Regions from separate parts of the Sus scrofa genome. Here region 2 is linked to region 1. A link is a contact called in public HiChIP or PLAC-seq data. All regions are on one chromosome and are shown on one strand. Each heading gives the region's core, a stretch centred on a gene start, on an enhancer-like site or on the middle of the called end of the contact. The rest is flanking DNA. Distances are from core to core; before and after follow the strand shown.

The links. HiChIP or PLAC-seq counts read pairs in DNA pulled down with a chosen protein or histone mark.
Region 2: an H3K27ac HiChIP or PLAC-seq map of alveolar macrophages shows a contact between it and region 1. The contact joins the promoter of TBC1D2 here to the enhancer-like site in region 1. A contact is called at or near these places in 1 of 5 promoter capture datasets (liver), 25 of 47 Hi-C or Micro-C datasets (adipocytes, adipose tissue, alveolar macrophages and 14 more) and 2 of 2 datasets of contacts at active chromatin or transcription factors (alveolar macrophages and skeletal muscle).

What each region holds. Positions count from the first base shown.
Region 1 is chr1:240,014,503-240,017,218 of Sscrofa11.1, reverse strand. TBC1D2 (TBC1 domain family member 2A) reads left to right here. Exons shown (of 16, transcript XM_021066519.1): 9 at 407-672; 10 at 675-701; 11 at 704-838; 12 at 841-880. Among named protein-coding and RNA genes, the nearest start is that of CORO2A, 15 kb to the right of the region's middle. Within about 2 kb of position 1,333, at least 2 of the 83 cell types and tissues checked have an H3K27ac peak or open chromatin away from gene starts, as enhancers often do. A contact at or near this core is called in alveolar macrophages, where this site is marked.
Region 2 is chr1:240,048,560-240,051,275 of Sscrofa11.1, reverse strand. TBC1D2 (TBC1 domain family member 2A) reads left to right here and starts at 1,349. Exons shown (of 16, transcript XM_021066519.1): 1 at 1,349-1,916. The coding sequence starts at 1,542.

The sequences.
Region 1 (2,716 bases), core at 84-2,583:
CATCCTTGGGCTTACTGGCTGTGGACATGGCATTCTGTAATGGCAGTACAGGACTCCTTGGGCCTAAGGCAGTACAGGACTCTCTTATTGAGAGTCCTTTATATTGGCACAGAATGAATGAATAAGTAACTTTTCAGCACATGCCATGTACCAGACACCATCTAGCCCCTAGCAGTTCACATCAGAGGATCTCACTGGGTCTTCATGAGGCAGAACAGGAGTTCCTGCACCCATTGCACAGAGCAAACTGAGGTTCGGAACCCTGAAGTGACCCTGCCTTGATTTGCATGGCCAACCTGCAGTGAAGCCCAGGCGGGATCCCTACCCAGGGCCCACTTTATCCCTGCCACCCTTTATCTGGGGAAAGGCCTTGCAAGGTGTCACTGATGTGGGATTTTGCTGGCAGTGAGTATGACGAGTATGGCTTCCTGACGGTGCCCAACTACGAGGTGGAAGACCTGAAGCTGTTGGCCAAGATTCAGGCATTGGAGGTGCATTCCCACCACCTGCTGGCCCACGAGGCTGTGGAGCAGCCACTGCGGGAGCGCTGGGCTGCCCTGGGCAAGCTGGCACCCTCAGCAGAGCTCAAGCAGCTGCTGCGGGCAGGCGTGCCCCGCGAGCACCGGCCACGTGTCTGGAGGTGGCTGGTCCACCTCCGCGTCCAGCACCTACAGGCCCCGGCCGCTACCAGGAGTTGCTAACCCGGGCCAGGCCTGCAAGCACCCCGCTGCCCGCCAGATTGAGCTGGATCTGAACCGGACCTTCCCCAACAACAAGCATTTCACCTGTCCCACCTCCAGCTTCCCTGACAAGCTCCGCCGGGTGCTGCTGGCCTTCTCCTGCAGAACCCTACCATCGGCTACTGTCAGGGCCTAAACAGGTGAGCCATAGCCCCACTGAGGGCCCAGCCTCTACCTTCCAAGAGAACTCTCTCTTTGGAGCTTTGCAACGACCTGGAGAGGGCAATTCAGGAGGCTTGGTCCCCACTGTACAGATGGGGACAAGCAGGTGAAAGGACATGTTCAAGACAGAGTTGGGGAGTTACTGCTGTGGCACAGTAGGTTAAGGATCCAACTGCAGCGGCTCAAGTTGCTGCACAGGTGCAGTTCAATCCCTGGCCCTGCACAATGGGTTAAAGAATCCGGTGTTGCCACAGCTGCAGTGTAGACTGCAGCTGTAGCTGAGATTCAATCCCTGGCCCAAGAACTTCCATAAGCTGCGGTGCAGCCATTTAAAAAAAAAAAAAAAAATTGGACCAGAGCCTTGGTTCCCTGTCCCATGCCCTATCCTTATTTGTCCTCAGGGTGGTGCCACTCCCATAGAGAGCACATGAGCGGGGCCCCTGGGGCTGTGTAGCACACAGCCAGCTCACAAATTACATGACTGCCTGAGTCAGATATCATTGCTTTAAACAAAATCCACTCAGAGGAGAAAAAAAATTTTAAATGTTACAGAGGATGCTCCCAAAAGCCAAGAAAAGGAAAGAGAACCAGGGACCAGATGGTCATTGGAAGCCAAGGCAACTGCTCACTCTAGCAGGGCTGCAACACAGCACAACCCAAGGCGGTGCCATGGTGCCGCATCCCAAGGAGACTCAGTCCCCTGAGATTGTGCAACCCTCTGTGGGCTGCATGGTTTCTTGTCTCTCTCATAGTACTTGGCTGCTATCTTCTCTCTCAGCAGACCAGCCTCTCTGTCTGCCATTCCTTGGACATTCAGGGTCCATCAGGGCTGTCAGAATAGAGACCTCAGCCTCTAAATCGAGGCTTTCAGCAACCCACTTGTCGATACCCTCATGTCCCAGGCCAAAGGAAGGAAGCTAGCCCAGCCTGGATTAATTTCTACTTCTGGTCCAACAGCAGGAGACAAGAGATCAGGGATAGGAAAGGGTGGGGTGACTTGGTAGGGCTGCCCCTGCCAGTACTATGGGGGACTCTCGTGGCTGCCCTGAGTTATCTTGATCTTGATAGAGTAATAATCTCAAATATTCCCAAAGCAAGTTTTGGCTCAACTTTAAATTTAAATACATATATATTCCAGCAAAATTTACTTAAGCCATTCTGCTCTTTTTTTCAGAATAGGCAGTGTGTGACATTTATTTAACACAGAATAAATATTCAGAGTGTCCCTATTCAAATTTGAATGGTTCCCATGGTAGATATTTTTGATTTTTTTTTCCCAGCTTCAGTTGGATGAAATTGAGTATATACAAGTGCAATCACTGAGAATTCAGAGTTAAGCCCAACAGTAATGCCTCTCAGTCTAAGCATCCTTGGAAAACATGTTCAGATTTTATGCTACTCTAAACGTTTGCTATGGGGCTGTCCATAGACATTCATTCATTCAGCAGCTAAGCAGAAGCCTATGCATTTCTCATCTGTTTGAACATGTTAAAATCCAGAAGGGACAAAACTTGTTAATCCTCTTTAAAATGAGATTTGAAGGGAGCTGGAAGCTATGAGGTTAGTATAAATAATTGTTATGTTTCATGCAAAGGTCAGGAGGAACTAAGACTTGATGAGGGCCTCCTGGAAACCAGGGACTTTACATATCTGACGTCATCTAATCCTCAGAAAAATTCTGTGAGGTGGCATTGGTGTCCATATTGCCCAGATGAGACAAGAGAGGGTCCTAAGAAACTAAGAAGCCTACCTAGGCCTCATGATGCATGGGGGCACCATGCATGGTCCAGCTGCTAACCCTGGTCTCCAGCACC
Region 2 (2,716 bases), core at 100-2,599, 34 kb before region 1:
ACCAAAACCTAATAGCCACTTCTGAGGAGGCAGAAGCAAAAGCAGGGCACTGTGCATGCACTCTGCACACAGCACCACCAAGGGGGCAGACCACCAGATCCCTAGACTCACCCTTATCCCCACCACCTCCTCAGGGAGCAAGCAAGGGCAGCTGTTACTTGTTTTCCTACCTCCTGCTGCAGTACCGGTGCCAATAAAGCCTTGACTAAATTTGTCTGGCCTCTCATCAATTTGTATTAACGAGGTCAAAAACCCTTGTCAGTAACAGAAGGGTACACCTGAACTAAATTTGGACTTTTATTTCTTTCATTCCCCCGTTTGCCTAACAATAGTATAATTAATCTATCATCGGTTTGGAGAATGTTATTTCTCTATTATCATATTAAGAGACATTTTTAGATATGCTATGGACTTACAAAATATTATTATAATTTCTGCAGTGAACCTGTGTTAAGTTAATTTTAAGAAAAGACAACCTCAGACCTTGAGTATAATTTGCCCGGAACAAAACAAGGAAGATTTTGTTAAGGATGGCAAAGAGAGAGAAGCTAAAGAAAGAGGGGCTAAGAAAGGGCTAGTGAAGAACCGTGAAGCTCCTCAAGAGGTGGTAGGAAATGGGCTCCATAGCCCAAGCGGAGGGAAGCGCCTAAAGGAGTAAAGGGGGGAAACTTAAGGACAAGAGGCAGACAGACTGAGGACAGAAGTTGAGAAAGTTAGTAAAGACACATTTGATTCCACAATTTACTGTGCCCAAACCCGTCCCAAGCACTGGGTTCCAGCAAGGGCAGAAGCCGGGCCGGGCGCCCATATAACTCGAGTAGCTCAGGAAAGAGGCGAGCGGGAACTGGGACCGAGGAAGGAGAGGCCGCCACGGTCAGGGGAGAACCACAGGGTCGCTTAACTGCTGACGGGTATATAGGCCACCAGCAGAGCCCTCTAAGCACGCGCGCTTTGAGCGGCGCCGGAAATGTCGCCACGCAGCCGGGTGTCCCCTTCAGCCAATGGACGCGCCGTGCGCCCCGCAACGGGGACCTGCGCGGCACCTGGGGAGAAAAGGCGGGAGGCCCGTAAAGCTGGAGAAGGGACTGTCCCTCTACGTTATTACGCGTGTTACCAGAACAAGGTATTTGTGGAGGGCGTCTCCTCCAGCCTCTCTTCCGCTGGTTAACCAAATTCAGGGACACCACGCCTTCAATCCGAGGACCGCCCCACGCTCGCGGCTGCCCTCAGTAAATATGGCGGAGAGGAGCGAAGAAAAGTCGGAAGTTAGCAGTGTGGGAGGAGCCGGCAGGGGGCGTGTCGAGGCCTGTCCTAGATACGGAGGGGTCCGGATGGGCGTGGCCACCCTCAGGTACTGGGTTTTAGATCAATGAAGTGCACGCAACGCAGGGAGCTGCGTCCCTCCGTCGTCTCTTGGAGGCGGGTCACTAAAGGCCCCGCCCTCGTCCAGTTATCTCCGTCTTGAAGGTATCCCCTGAATCTCCGAGATTTGGCCGGAGTTGGGCAGTGGACATCCAGCTCCTCCGCAGTCCCTAGTGGCGATGGAGGACGCCCAGGAGAACCCCGCGGAGTCTAGCTCCTCTGCCCCCGTGTCCGAAGAGCCTGCCAGCTTGGCCAGGGGCTCCCAGGTGTTGCCTCCAGAGGAATCGACGGTCTGCACCCGACCTCTGGAGGCGGCCCCCAAGAAACTTTGTGGATATTTAAGCAAGTTGGGAGGCAAAAGGCCCATCCGGGGTTGGAAATCCCGCTGGTTTTTCTACGACGAGAGAAAATGTCACCTGTATTATTCGCGGACCGCACAGGATGCAAACCCCTTGGACAGCATCGACCTCTCCTGTGCGGTATTTGACTGCAAGGCGGACGCCGAGGAGGGGACTTTCGAAATCAAGACCCCCAGCCGGACTATTACCTTGAAGGTAAATGATGCAATTTTCTCCTTTTCAGCACAGCGGGGTGCAAGTGAGTGGTCACAATAAACTTACTGTAACTATAATCACCGACCCCAAACACCCCTGTGAACCCTGGGTTCACAGGGTCTTGTGCTTTACAAAGGGCATTCACACTCATTTCCTCATTGTGTTCCCATAACAAAGGCCCACATGATATACGCATATTACGGATCAAGTAATTGAGTCATAGGAGTTCCCGTTGTGGCGCAGTGGTTAACAAATCCGACTGGGAACCATGAGGTTGCGGGTTCAATCCTTGGCCTTGCTCAGGGGGTTGAGGATCCAGCGTTGCGTGAGCTGTGGTGTAGGTCGCAGACGCGGCTCGGATCCGGCGTTGCTGTGCCTCTGGTGTAGGCGGGTGGCTACAGCTCCTTATTAGACCCCTATCCTGGGGACCTCCATATGCCGCGGGAGCGGCCCTAGAAAAGGCAAAAAGACAAAAAAAAAAAAAAAAAAAAAAAAAAATTGAGTCATAAAGAGATGAAGTGACTGGTCCAAGGTCACACAACTAAAAAGTGGTGTAGCCCACACTTGGAATCCCGTGGGTTTTCTACCTCTCAGCACTTGATCAAAACTTTTACTTTTGGGTGTGGCTAATAATGCAGTTGCCTTAACTTTTTTACTTCGGGTTGAAGTATAATCAAGATATGAGCTTTGCTGCCCTCTCTCAAGGCATGACTTCTGAATCACGTTTCTTTTTATTTCTTAACTTTTAAAAAAGTTTTCTTTTTAATTTTAATGCCCCCCCCCCCACATATGGAAGTTCC